4 separate regions of the Mus musculus genome follow, and regions 1, 2 and 3 are each linked to region 4. The links are chromatin contacts, called in public Hi-C and HiChIP or PLAC-seq maps. All regions are on one chromosome and are shown on one strand. Each heading gives the region's core, a stretch centred on a gene start, on an enhancer-like site or on the middle of the called end of the contact. The rest is flanking DNA. Distances are from core to core; before and after follow the strand shown. Region 1 overlaps Pakap (paralemmin A kinase anchor protein). Region 2 overlaps Pakap (paralemmin A kinase anchor protein). Region 3 holds the start of Pakap (paralemmin A kinase anchor protein). Region 4 holds the start of D630039A03Rik (RIKEN cDNA D630039A03 gene).

What was found. A called contact is a pair of places that touch in the nucleus more often than the background predicts. HiChIP or PLAC-seq counts read pairs in DNA pulled down with a chosen protein or histone mark.
Region 1: a contact with region 4 is called in a Hi-C map of uterus, with 2.3 times the contacts expected there. The contact joins the enhancer-like site here to the promoter of D630039A03Rik in region 4. A contact is called at or near these places in 4 of 39 promoter capture datasets (embryonic stem cells, frontonasal cranial neural crest, neural stem cells and 1 more), 1 of 15 datasets of contacts at CTCF or cohesin (the NIH/3T3 cell line), 10 of 484 Hi-C or Micro-C datasets (brown adipocytes, embryonic fibroblasts, embryonic stem cells and 4 more), 2 of 115 datasets of contacts at active chromatin or transcription factors (craniofacial prominence and embryonic stem cells) and 3 of 9 other capture datasets (adipose tissue, embryonic stem cells and liver).
Region 2: an H3K4me3 HiChIP or PLAC-seq map of forebrain shows a contact between it and region 4, with 3 times the contacts expected there. The contact joins the enhancer-like site here to the promoter of D630039A03Rik in region 4. A contact is called at or near these places in 1 of 39 promoter capture datasets (embryonic stem cells), 1 of 15 datasets of contacts at CTCF or cohesin (the NIH/3T3 cell line), 1 of 484 Hi-C or Micro-C datasets (the HL-1 cell line), 5 of 115 datasets of contacts at active chromatin or transcription factors (the SCID.adh cell line, cardiomyocytes, craniofacial prominence and 2 more) and 3 of 9 other capture datasets (adipose tissue, liver and macrophages).
Region 3: a contact with region 4 is called in a Hi-C map of embryonic fibroblasts, with 1.9 times the contacts expected there. The contact joins the promoter of Pakap here to the promoter of D630039A03Rik in region 4. A contact is called at or near these places in 1 of 39 promoter capture datasets (embryonic stem cells), 2 of 15 datasets of contacts at CTCF or cohesin (the NIH/3T3 cell line and large pre-B cells), 4 of 484 Hi-C or Micro-C datasets (embryonic fibroblasts and embryonic stem cells), 6 of 115 datasets of contacts at active chromatin or transcription factors (all in embryonic stem cells) and 1 of 9 other capture datasets (embryonic stem cells).

Annotation. Positions count from the first base shown.
Region 1 is chr4:57,600,054-57,602,753 of GRCm38.p6, forward strand. The region is part of intron 2 of Pakap (paralemmin A kinase anchor protein); the gene reads left to right. Among named protein-coding and RNA genes, the nearest start is that of Gm52699, 21 kb to the right of the region's middle. Within about 2 kb of position 1,443, at least 18 of the 459 cell types and tissues checked have an H3K27ac peak or open chromatin away from gene starts, as enhancers often do. A contact at or near this core is called in myocytes, palatal mesenchyme and uterus, where this site is marked.
Region 2 is chr4:57,636,465-57,639,164 of GRCm38.p6, forward strand. It overlaps Pakap (paralemmin A kinase anchor protein), which reads left to right. Exons shown (of 11, transcript NM_001384150.1): 3 at 1,546-1,626. Among named protein-coding and RNA genes, the nearest start is that of Gm52699, 16 kb to the left of the region's middle. Within about 2 kb of position 1,372, at least 80 of the 459 cell types and tissues checked have an H3K27ac peak or open chromatin away from gene starts, as enhancers often do. A contact at or near this core is called in forebrain, where this site is marked.
Region 3 is chr4:57,566,517-57,569,216 of GRCm38.p6, forward strand. Pakap (paralemmin A kinase anchor protein) reads left to right here and starts at 1,314. Exons shown (of 11, transcript NM_001384150.1): 1 at 1,314-1,427; 2 at 1,854-1,899. The coding sequence starts at 1,855.
Region 4 is chr4:57,914,848-57,917,547 of GRCm38.p6, forward strand. D630039A03Rik (RIKEN cDNA D630039A03 gene) reads right to left here and starts at 1,417. Exons shown (of 2, transcript NM_178727.2): 1 at 750-1,417. The coding sequence starts at 948. Gm42293 (a long non-coding RNA gene) reads left to right here and starts at 1,661. Exons shown (of 5, transcript XR_881308.3): 1 at 1,661-1,890.

The DNA of each region.
Region 1 (2,700 bases), core at 193-2,692, 310 kb before region 4:
AGATGAGCTGGTGGCTCTGAGTGGGCCCTTCTGCATGCTTCCGCTTTCTCAGTGAAGCTGGAAGCAAGGCCAGCTGCTGACACTGAGAGAGGTGCTGGCAATCTGAGGACAGAGGGGAGGGTGTGAGGCAACCCTGTTGGGCAGCTCAAGAGTCAGACCTCTGGACACCTCCGGTGTCTTCCCTGGGGTTAGGAATCCTGAATGGACAGTAAGACCTGATAGTAAAATCCCAAGGCGTGTGTTTGTCCCTGATGCCTTCGACCAGACAGATGTGGGTACCTGTTGGCAAACTATTGGATTTCAACTGAGTAGGGTTTGCCAGACCAATATGTCACAAAAAGAGCGAGGTAAGGGAGGAGGTGAAGGCGAGTACACCGCACATTTATGGTTATTGACTATGGAGTCTGAAGCTGACTAGTCTAGGAAGTGAGGCACCAGGTACACAAAGAGCACTGGAATGAATGGCTTATAGCAGTATGAAAACAGTATTAGGCTTTATTCACTTCTATAAACTATATTTTTTTAAAACTAAGTCATGTTTCCAATCCATGATAGAAAGTTACTGTGTTAAAATATAAAAAAATATTTATAGATGGAACCCCCTGTATAATACCAATCCTTCTCTTTGTTACTGATGAGAGGCCTTGTGGATAAGTCCTGGAGCAGTCGGCGGAATGACGGTGGAGGCCTCATGTGAAGGAGAGGATCTCTGGCCAAACCCCAGGGCTGGACTTGAGCACGTGCCTGGTGTCCACTGGCCAAAGGAACACTAGTCTTGAGGATGATGGTACAGCTGACAACCAGTGGGATGTACAGTGGGCAGTGTTTGCTAACAGGGAGGCAGGACTAGGCAGCCAGCCATCTGGATCCAAGGTCTGTGAGGGCTGGGACATGGGGTTGGCAGGAGATGAATGCATCTTACAACGGCGAGAGTGCGCATCTGAGAAGGAGGCATGTACAGGACACGAACACCTAGGAAATCCATCATGGCATTCTGATCTGCCTTGCTGAGTTTTACATCTTGCTGGGTTTACATCTGGGGAGCAGGAGTTGTTCACAGAGTCCAAGAGCCTGAAGAAATAACTACTGAAAAGGACGGGCTTGAGTTCATCTTGCACTGAGGACACACTTCCCACCACAGTTTGGACTGGCTCAGGCATTGCATAGGACTGAGGCCAATGGCAGGAGCACTCACAGGTCCAGCTGTAGGTTCTGGGAAAGGCAGGGGCAGAGGATGCAAAGAGAGACTGAGGAGAAACAGCTGTTGTCTTCCCACTGAGCAGATGGAAGGTCTAAATACCGTTACACCATTTATTTCATCCTTGGCAAAATCCATGTTTATTTCGTCTCTAGCCACATTGCTCAGTATTAACCTGAATCCAAAAAGGCTAAAGGGAAACCATGGGGCTTCCTGTTGGACTCTTTACTCTTTCCTACAGTAGATATGCACAGCACATTAGCATCCTCATGTGGCATGCCACTGTGCTGGACCGTCAAACCACACTCTAACCCAGTAGCCTCCCTGACTTGTCACGTGACCTTGCTGCGTTGGAGTCTTCCCATCCTTGGTGTGGAGATAGTAATAGCTGTCTTCTCGGTGACATTTAGATAAGAGCTAAAGATGTGCTGGTCGTAGGGGCGGAAACGCAATTCAAAGCGCAGCTGGGAGGCTTCACGGGCAGGTTGGACTACAGAGACCTGGGCCTTGCAAAACCAACAGAGGTCAGCACAGATTAAGTGGGCCAAATCAAATCTTTGATGGTTGAGTGATTTTTAGAAAATGATTGCAGGTCTGCACAATTTAACAAGACGGCTCATAGCGCCTGGAAATATTTTTCCAGAGCGGATCAGATAAAGCCAACTTTGAAATTGGCCATTGCTGTAAATCAAGTGGCAGACTCTCACTGACCTAGCTTTCCCACAGGGAGAGAAGGGAAAACTGCCGTGTGGCTGCTGTGGCTTGATTTGTCAAGAATGGAGTGATCTCCACCACCACACGAGATTGCCCGTCATTCAGCCTGATGTAATGAATCAGGACGTCTGTAATTCAGAAGCCAGTGAGATGGGTGAATCACACAGATAGACTAAATGGTCATATTTCCACTCCAGCTGCCCGCCACGCACAGTGGTCTCTGTTGCATCATTCTTTCCTTAGTTAATAATTCTTGGCCCGTTGCTGAAGTTTCTGCTTTTTAATGTCTAATGTCACAAAGTCAGCATTTCCGAATTATCTGCCCTCTCATTAAAACATAGGTAGAGGTGAGGGATGATGGGAAGAGACAGATTGCTCTGAGACCTGACCTGGATGCCTGTGCTCAGTCTATGCTAGAGTTGGCACCCATTCATAATGGTCCATGTGTCTGTGGGAGCTCTTCCAGGCCAGGCAGGGCTTGTCAAGTGGCTCATTACTTCATCTTTCTTATGCCAGGTCCACAGAGCATGCTCTGTGCTCCAACTGATAAAGTTAGCTATGGTCACTACAAGATGGTTCAGAGTCGCTCCCTGGGATCCTCCCTGGTCATACGTACTCAACCTGATCTTTTCAGTTAGGTTATTATTCTTTTAAAACAAGGTCTTGTGTATCACAGGCTAGGTTCAAACTTGCTATCTAGCCAAAGCTAGCCATAGACTTCTGATTCTCCTGCCTCCACCACCCAAATGCAGGGATTACAAATACGTGCCACCAAGCCCAGTTTATAC
Region 2 (2,700 bases), core at 122-2,621, 280 kb before region 4:
GACTCTTTTTAGCAAGTCCTGCTTTTCCTATCTACTGTCAGAAATGTGATGCTTTTGGGCATACTCCGGTATTCTGTAGCATTTGGCTGTATGATATTGATTGGAGTCCTTTGGAAAATGGTTCCTAAAACACCCACAGGTCTGATTCGGCTAGGAAATTCTGTCCCTACTTAGACATTGCATTCTAGTGGCTCAAGATTATGAGCGGATATTTCCTAAAGCTTATATATTGCATATATTACATTGATTTGAACAGTAGTGCTATGATCACATCCCCAGAAACACAGCATTACAATACAAAAATCAAAGCTTCCCTTAACACCAGACATGGCAGCCAGATCTCAGCACCATTGTGTCCCCTGGGATTTGGCTGTTGTGCTATGAAACACCAATATGTCCTGCCTTACAATCTTGCTTGTCATCCGTGAGTAAAGGAAAGAAATTTACTGCTGAGTATGTCTCAGCGAAACACCCCTGTATACTTCAGCAACAAAACATTGGCAAGTCTGCAGTGGGAAGGGCAGGCCTCTCTGTGCGTATGAGTCACACTTCTGTGCTGTTTATTGTCTGCACAGGAGAAGTATTGAGAAAAAAAAATGTGAAGTGTACACTCCAATGGAACGGTTATAGTAGAAATATATCCCTTTCAAATGGGTTTCTAGGCATTTCCTAGAAATGAGTGTGTGGCAGAGCAAATAATCGCAGACAGAGGAGAATAAATGCTTGCTGCGTGCAAAGCACTGTTCCAGGCTTTCTGGATGGATCATTTTACTTATAAGACACGTTTCGGCCATGGGATTTGGACAGTGTCCATTCAGAAGACGCAGGCAGCTTAAACCCACTTAAAAGGCACATGGTTAGTAATGGACAGGGCTGGCTCTTGGTCCCAGGCAGATCCTTGATGTTTTATTTACCCTAACCTCAGCAAGCCCTGCCCACTTGAAACATTTTACCAGGATGCTTATTGAAGCAAGGACCAGCCCTCTCACTTGCATTGTTTGGTGTGTCCTGTTTGATGCTTCATTCTTCCACATTTAAAATTGTCCCATATTCTATTTGCATGTGATGTGGATGAGAAGAATTCTGCCTTATAATCCCCACCACCATTTCATCCCATCTGCAGTTTGTAGCAACACTGAGACATTTTTATTCTTTGTCTTCAAATTAGCCCTGCACAACACAGAGAGCAGCAGTGTGTGTGTGTGGTGTGTGTGTGTGTGTGTGGTGTGTGTGTGTGTGTGTGTGTGTGTGTGTGAGTCCTTTCCTTCTGAATTAAATTGTTTCTCACGGAGCCCACCGCAGATGCATTCAGAGAAGGCTGCTGCCTGCAATCCACCCAGCGCAGCAGGTGACGTTGCGTTCGCTCAGCCTCTCTGGAAGTGTCTGCACAGATGTGGACCGTTTCCACTCCCGCTCCTTGCCTTCAGATTCCTGGAGCCAACACCCACCCACTCTGACAGCCTCTCTCTCTCTCTCTCTCTCTCTCTCTCTCTCTCTCTCTCTCTCTCTCTCTCTCTCTCTCCTCTCTCTCTTCATTTTTTTAAGGAAAAAAGAAAGAGGCAGACGGAAATAGAAGGGAAGAGACGACAGCTTGACGAACAGGTACTGCTGCTTCAGCATTCCAAGGTAAGCGGCCGATCCCAGGAACCTGTGTGTTATTAGCCCCGCAGACCACACTTCTTAGAGCCGTGCAGAGCCTGCCCTGCCGCGGAGGCACCGTGCTGCCGGAACCAGCCTTTTTCCCACACAGCCAGGAGAGGGGCTCTTTGCCTTTCCTTGTGGTTTTTCTCAAATTCAGGCACCGTTAACAGCATCCTGCTTTCTACGAGCACTGCTCCTGTTGCAACATGGTAGATACCTAGAGAAGCTGCATGGGAGTGCCCCACATGGTCCCAGTTGTTTCTCTCGTGTATCTCGTTCGGAGGCTCCAAAAGCTGTGCTTAACATAATGGACTTTCTGAAAGTGAAAAAAGAATCTTTCTCGTTAAAGGGAGGGGGGGAGGGGGGATGAGGCAGTGTGAGCTAATAAAAGAACCACTCTGCATGCTTCAGATTGTTCATTTATTTTATTTTGACTTCACAATGTTAGAGATGTTCTGTTAGAACAAGCGATTGGTCAAACTTGGCTTTTTTTGACTTGGTTCAATGTCTACTGTACCTTATTAAAAAGAGAGGCAATCAGGGCGGGGGGCGGGGGGAGAGGAGAGTTGTGACCTCCCCCCCTTAAAACATAATGTGCTTAAGCACTGTAATTGATTGCCATAGAAGAGCAGCTCTGTCACTGTCACAAATGCCCCCCACTGGTGGCTGAATGTTGCTTTCTGCATGTTCAGGTAATAATGTGGCCATGCTCAAGGACCTGCCCAGAGTTGCTGCTTCCCTGTCTGACTATTCCTGGGCTTTTAAAAAAGGAAAACCTCCCACTGGCCTCAAGTTGCCATGATCTTGCGTGTGCAGAATCGCTTTTCTCAGGGGCTGCTTGGGAGGGGTCTGCTGATGGGCCGATGGGGTACTGCTGTGTGTGCATTATTGGGATTCTTTGAAGCAGAGTGGACCTTTTTACTCTTCCACGTTCTCTGGAAAAGCGGGTTGTGTTAAATGAATCCTCCAAGCGAGGATGGTGAGCAAGCTGGCTCCTGATTTCAAAGAGCAGCCTGACCTATATCTGCCCGGTGTGCTTGTGAGTTCCCCAAGCACAGT
Region 3 (2,700 bases), core at 64-2,563, 350 kb before region 4:
TTCCTAAGATCCGGGAAAGGTTGTTGATGCCCCAGCATACTTTCCACTTTGTATAGTTTCTTATGCCCCCCTAAACAGTTCCTGCTCTGGAGTGACTGCTCTCTGCTCCTCAGTCCTGAAGCCTACAGCTTCTCCTCCGCCTACTTTGTCCTGAACCACACAGAAGCACATGACCCCGATACAATTTCCTGTCCTCTTGCTGTGGCTTTTGGAGTAAGTCCTCCAGTTTTTCCTTCTGCTCTTCGGATCTTCTACTTCATCTGTGTCCTTGGCTGACTTTCTCCCTGGTTTGCGCTCTCATTTTGGCTACTTTCAGCTCTTTAGCCGTGACTAGCAAGGTGATTGCACTGAGAGCACTGTGTCCCAACCCCAATTCTTCTGCTTTTACGTTCAGATCTTTACAAATGGTGGCCCTTGAAGAGTCTCTTAGGCTCCTTTCCTTCCTTACCTCCACTTCCATCTCTCTTTGTGAAAACGAAATGGTGTGAAATATACATAGTATGCAATGCGCTGTTTTAGCCGTTTTACAGTATACAGTTTGGTGACTTTAAGTTCATTCACCCCCTTTGCCGCCATCATTCCTGCCCCCACTCTGACTCCCAAGAATCTGACTGACTCAATATAGGCTAGGCGAGCACTCGACAACTGAGCTGGATTCCTAGCCTCCATCACCCATCTCTCCGTTTGCTGCCTTTTTAATACATAGCTATATGGGAAAGGACTATTTCTTGTTAGCATGTTTTTTTCTTGGGGCCTGTGCTGTCATCACTTCCCGGTCATCAGAGGAGCTTAGTTTAGTGCCTGACCTGAAGCTTGTGGGCTTCCCTCATATTACAGGGGCTCCCATCACCACTTGGCTTTTACGTGGGTGCTGGGAATATAAACTTCAATCCTTATCCTTAATTGCTTTACCCACTGAGTTATCTCCCCATGCTCCTAGCCACAATCATTTTTAAGGATGTCTCTGCCAGGTCATTTGCAATCCTTCTCTTTTTTTCAGATAAGAAAACTGGGGCTCAGAGTGATTTAGTTGTCCAGGAAGACACCCAGGGCTTCAAACTCTGAGCTGTTTCTGTTGGTGTGTCACCAGAAGGGTGACCTATCTGGTGATACGCCCCTGCCCTTGAGGGTACTACTATCTAAAGCACGTGGACAAGACAGCATTTATCTGTTGGAAATGTCCCCAGGTGGAGCCCAAGCATCTGGAGCCAGTTAGAAGGAGCTGGGGATAGTGGGTGGCCGTAGCCGGCCTGTAAGGACACGTGCTGGGGCTTGCGTTCTGCCAAAGGCCCCTTCTGCTGGCATCTTTGCTCAGAGCAGAGGCGCCGCCTGGTCTTGTCTAGACCCAGAGCGTAGCGCGCGCGGCCACCAAGGCGCACCAGCTGTGCGCCCCCCAACCCCCAGCTCACTAATCACAAGCGCCCCAGGTGCCCCACTCGCGAGCGACGGCGGCAGCCACGGGTCCCCCACACCCCAGGGGCGGAGCGAGGCGCGGAGACGTCAGGGCGGGGACCTAGTGCTGCGGAGCGCGCTCTCCCGGAGGCTCCCGGCGGCCCACGTTCCCGGCTGGCGCGGCCGGTGGTGGCGGTGGCGGTTGAGACTGGGATCTTGCAGTTCGCGGCGGCGCTGGGGCGCAGCCAGGCGGCCGCGCCGGTGGAGACGGAGGCTGAGCTCTGAGCCAGCCGTGCGCGCAGCTTTGCCCGCCCCCCCCCCCAGGAGCAGACCCCACGCGCCCTTAGGCTGTCCCCGGGGTCGAGTTGAGCTCCCCACGGGTGCCCTTTTATCTCCTTGGGTGACTACAGCGTGTGTTTTGTTTTTCTTCCTTTTTCCCCTGCCCGTGTGCCCTTCTCCAGGATGGCAGAGGCGGAATTGCACAAGGAGAGGCTGCAAGCCATAGCAGTAAGTCCACTTTTCATTTCATTTTCTTGCTCTATTGTCTGGGGTGGACGGGGACCTGTAGGCTCAGGGCCAGGGACATGCCAGCCTGGTAGCCTCCGGCCCTGTGCTGGGGTGAAAGTCTGTCCAGGCTTAGCGACGCTGCCTTTTGCCTTTTATATGTCTGTAGACTAAACCCCTGGGGGCACACTTGGGACTAGGAAGATTTGAACATGGAAAATTGGCTTAGGAATAAGATGCTTGCTGCCGCGCGCTTTAGGGATAGACTAAACGGTGGTGTGTGTGTGTGTGTGTGTGTGTGTGTGTGTGTGTTGCGGGAACTCCTGGAATATTATTACCCAGTACCCTTAAGCATGTTGCCTTCCAACTCCAGAGAAGGGAGAGAGTGGTGGCCCATGGTGGCTATCTTCCTCTTCCTAGCCAGCTATCCAGCCAGCAGCCACCTGAGTGGTAGAACGTCCCCCAGAATCCAGGAGTGCCCGTTTTCTTCCTCTGTTTGACATTAACAAGGGCTCTGGCACAGGCCACCACCCTAGAAAGGGAAGAGGCGTCTTACAGCTGGGGATTGGAAGTAATATTTCAGGAGAGTCTCTTTCTTATGGGTGTGGATTATCTGAAAACCATTGGCTCGGCATACAAAAGAGCATCCGGCTTTGGCAAAGTTCTGCACTTACAGAGTACTGTACCATGTGCATCTTGGGTTGGGACAAGCGCTGTCTGACACTGCCTCAGTCGGAGAGGCCTTGCTGGTTCTGCCAGTGTTCCACAGATGTGGTTTTCACTGGAGCCACCACAGCTGGATTA
Region 4 (2,700 bases), core at 167-2,666:
CACGTAGAAATGTTTTTGCCTGCATGTACATATGTGCACCACATGCATGCCTGGTGCCTGTGGAGTTCAGAAAAGGATTGGAACTGGAGCGAGAGGGTTGCAAGCCACCATGTAGGTGCTGGAATGGACCCCAGATCCTCTCTGCAAGAGCAACGCTGTGATCTTAACCACAGCCCCCCATCTTTTATCTTTCCACCGGCTTTGGTTTGGTTTAGTCTGGAGGGGGCATGGGGGAAGGTAAACTCAGGCTTTGTCCCAAGCCTGTGCAGAACCGCTCTGTGCTAAGGTGTGATACCTATCACTGTAGAATGTAGAACTCTTTGCCTGCTTGAGCCCTGAATCCTGACTCAGCCAGTTGCTCTAAAATTGGGACTCCCCATCTTTCTTCTGCAAAGCCATTCTCTCTGTTTTGCCTGTGGATCCAGTCAGGAGGCTGACTCTCCATCATCCTACTTAGCCTAGTAGGAGGGTGCCAAGACTGCTCACCTGACCAACCAGTCAAGCCAGATCAGAATTAGGGGAAAATAGACACGGAGACCAGGAACAGTGGCCGTTGGCCAAATGCTTGGCAGAGAGGCCTCTGTTCCTTTGGCTAAGAAACAGGCTGGGCACAGCCACCCTGATCAAGCTTCCGTGGCTCGGTGCTGACTGGGTCAGCAAACAGCTTTTTTCTTCCTCTCCGTGGACTTTCAGTCCCCCCGGTTCCACCCACAGAAGTTCCCCCCTCTGCAACACACGCCCAGCCCTACCTTTAGGGAACACCATTAGGTGGGCCTGGGTCCTCTGCTGTTTCCTCAGACCTTCATACTGGGCACGAAGAAACTGGATGTTTACAGGAGGCCCTTGACCTGGCGCCTGAGTCCTGGAACCCTCAGCCATTAAGCAGGTCCCCAGTTCCAAGAACTTGGGTAGAGCAGGGCACGGGCAGGCCAACCCTTTCATCCGCATCCGGGAGAAGAGCAAACACTGAGGGCTGAGGCAGGGGGAGGGGAGGAGAAAAGAAGTGTAGACGGTAGCGTGAAAGAAAGAGAAGAAGAACAGGGAGCAAGGAGAGAAGCTGGCAAGATACGGGGGGAGAGAGAAGGAGAAACGGAAGGGACAAGATCGGGGAGGTGGGGAGAGGAAGAGTGGGGAACAGTTAGTTCTTAACTAAAGAGGAGGATTCGGAGAGGGGCTGAAAAGGGGGCAGCGGAAAGACAAGGAGAGAATGGAGTGAGGAGCGGTTAAGAGCAGAGAGTGGGGTGGGCAGGAGGAGAAGGTGGGGAGGGTTGAAGAGCCACAGGTAGGAGTTGAGCGAGCGAGGGATCCAGCTCAGCTGCTGCGCTCTTTCTCAGTCCAGGGAGCTTTTATTCCAGACGGCTTCCTTGAGTGATGGTCAAGCTTAGAAAGCCGTTCCGAGGGCCACCGTGAGATTCCAGTTTCCTGGCAGAGCCGAGCTGGTCTGAGGAGTGCCAGGTGCCTGCTCAGTTCACAGATTTTGAACTTGACTTAGCAGGTCATCAAAACCTGCTGGCTTAATGAGCAACCACCACAAAAAAAAAGAAACAGCTTCTGCAACTTCAAAAGCTGGGGCTCCGATGTGTACAAGGTCACCCTAAGGTTTGAAGGCAGCCCCCAGCACACCTCTCAGATAAAAACTCCGGCATAAAGTCTGCCATAGAGACAGAGTCCAGGGTAGCCCTGGCTTCCCGCCAACCCCACCTCTTTGACATTTGAGCAGCCTTTGTGGTCTTGGCTTTTTCCAACTAAGTAACAAGTGGGTGTTTATTTTGCCCACAGCTACGTGCACCCTCACCCCCTTTTTGCCAGCCCTATCATTTCTGCGAATGGCAGACACTGCCTCTTCTTACACTAGCCGTGATCTATCCCTGCTCTGCTCTGCTTACTCAAGTAAGTGCGATTCTTTCTCCTAAGGCAATCCTTACCACTGGCCACTCTTGCAGAGCAATGGGTAGGGGATGGAGGAGGGTAAATCTTCAAAGAGTAGTCAAGGTAGTTCACTGGGGCTGCCATCACAAAGTCTCACAAACTGGGTGGTTTAAACATCAGACATTGTTCTATTTGTTTCAGAGACTATAAATCCAAGATCACGTGTGATCAGAGTCCGATCCTGTGGGAGAGTGTTCTATAAACCTTGACTAGCTCCTGCTGGCTTGCTTTTGCAGCCTGGTGGCCTTCATTTTTATGAAGGAATCACTTCACCTTTGTCTCGTTGTAATGTTCTCATGTTGAAATTTTCCCCTTTTATAAGGACACCAGTCACTGGATTAGTGCTTAGCCTGATAACCTCATCTTAATTTAACTAATTAAATTGGCAATAAACCTACTTCCTAGTAGGGCACATTGCAGGCTCCAGATTTAAGATGGCAGCAAGAGAACTGGAACTGAGCTGGTAAGATTTAGCTTTTGTTGGGTAGACCATGACAGTACCATTCAGGGAAACAGGAAGGAAGGGAGAGATGACCGGGGAGGAGCAACAGGGGACTAGTTTTAGATGTTATAGTTGGGGTGTCTTTGATCTTTCTGGCAGCAGGAGGGAGCCAGATGGTGCAGGGTGCTTTGTGGGGAAATCTCACTTGAAAATGCCATTCGTTTTGAAAAAGATAATTTGTTATTGGGAAGATTTTATTGTTAGGAATATATAGAATCAAGAAGTGATCCTAGATTGATCTCTGCCTTCCTCCCTCGCTCCCTCCCTTC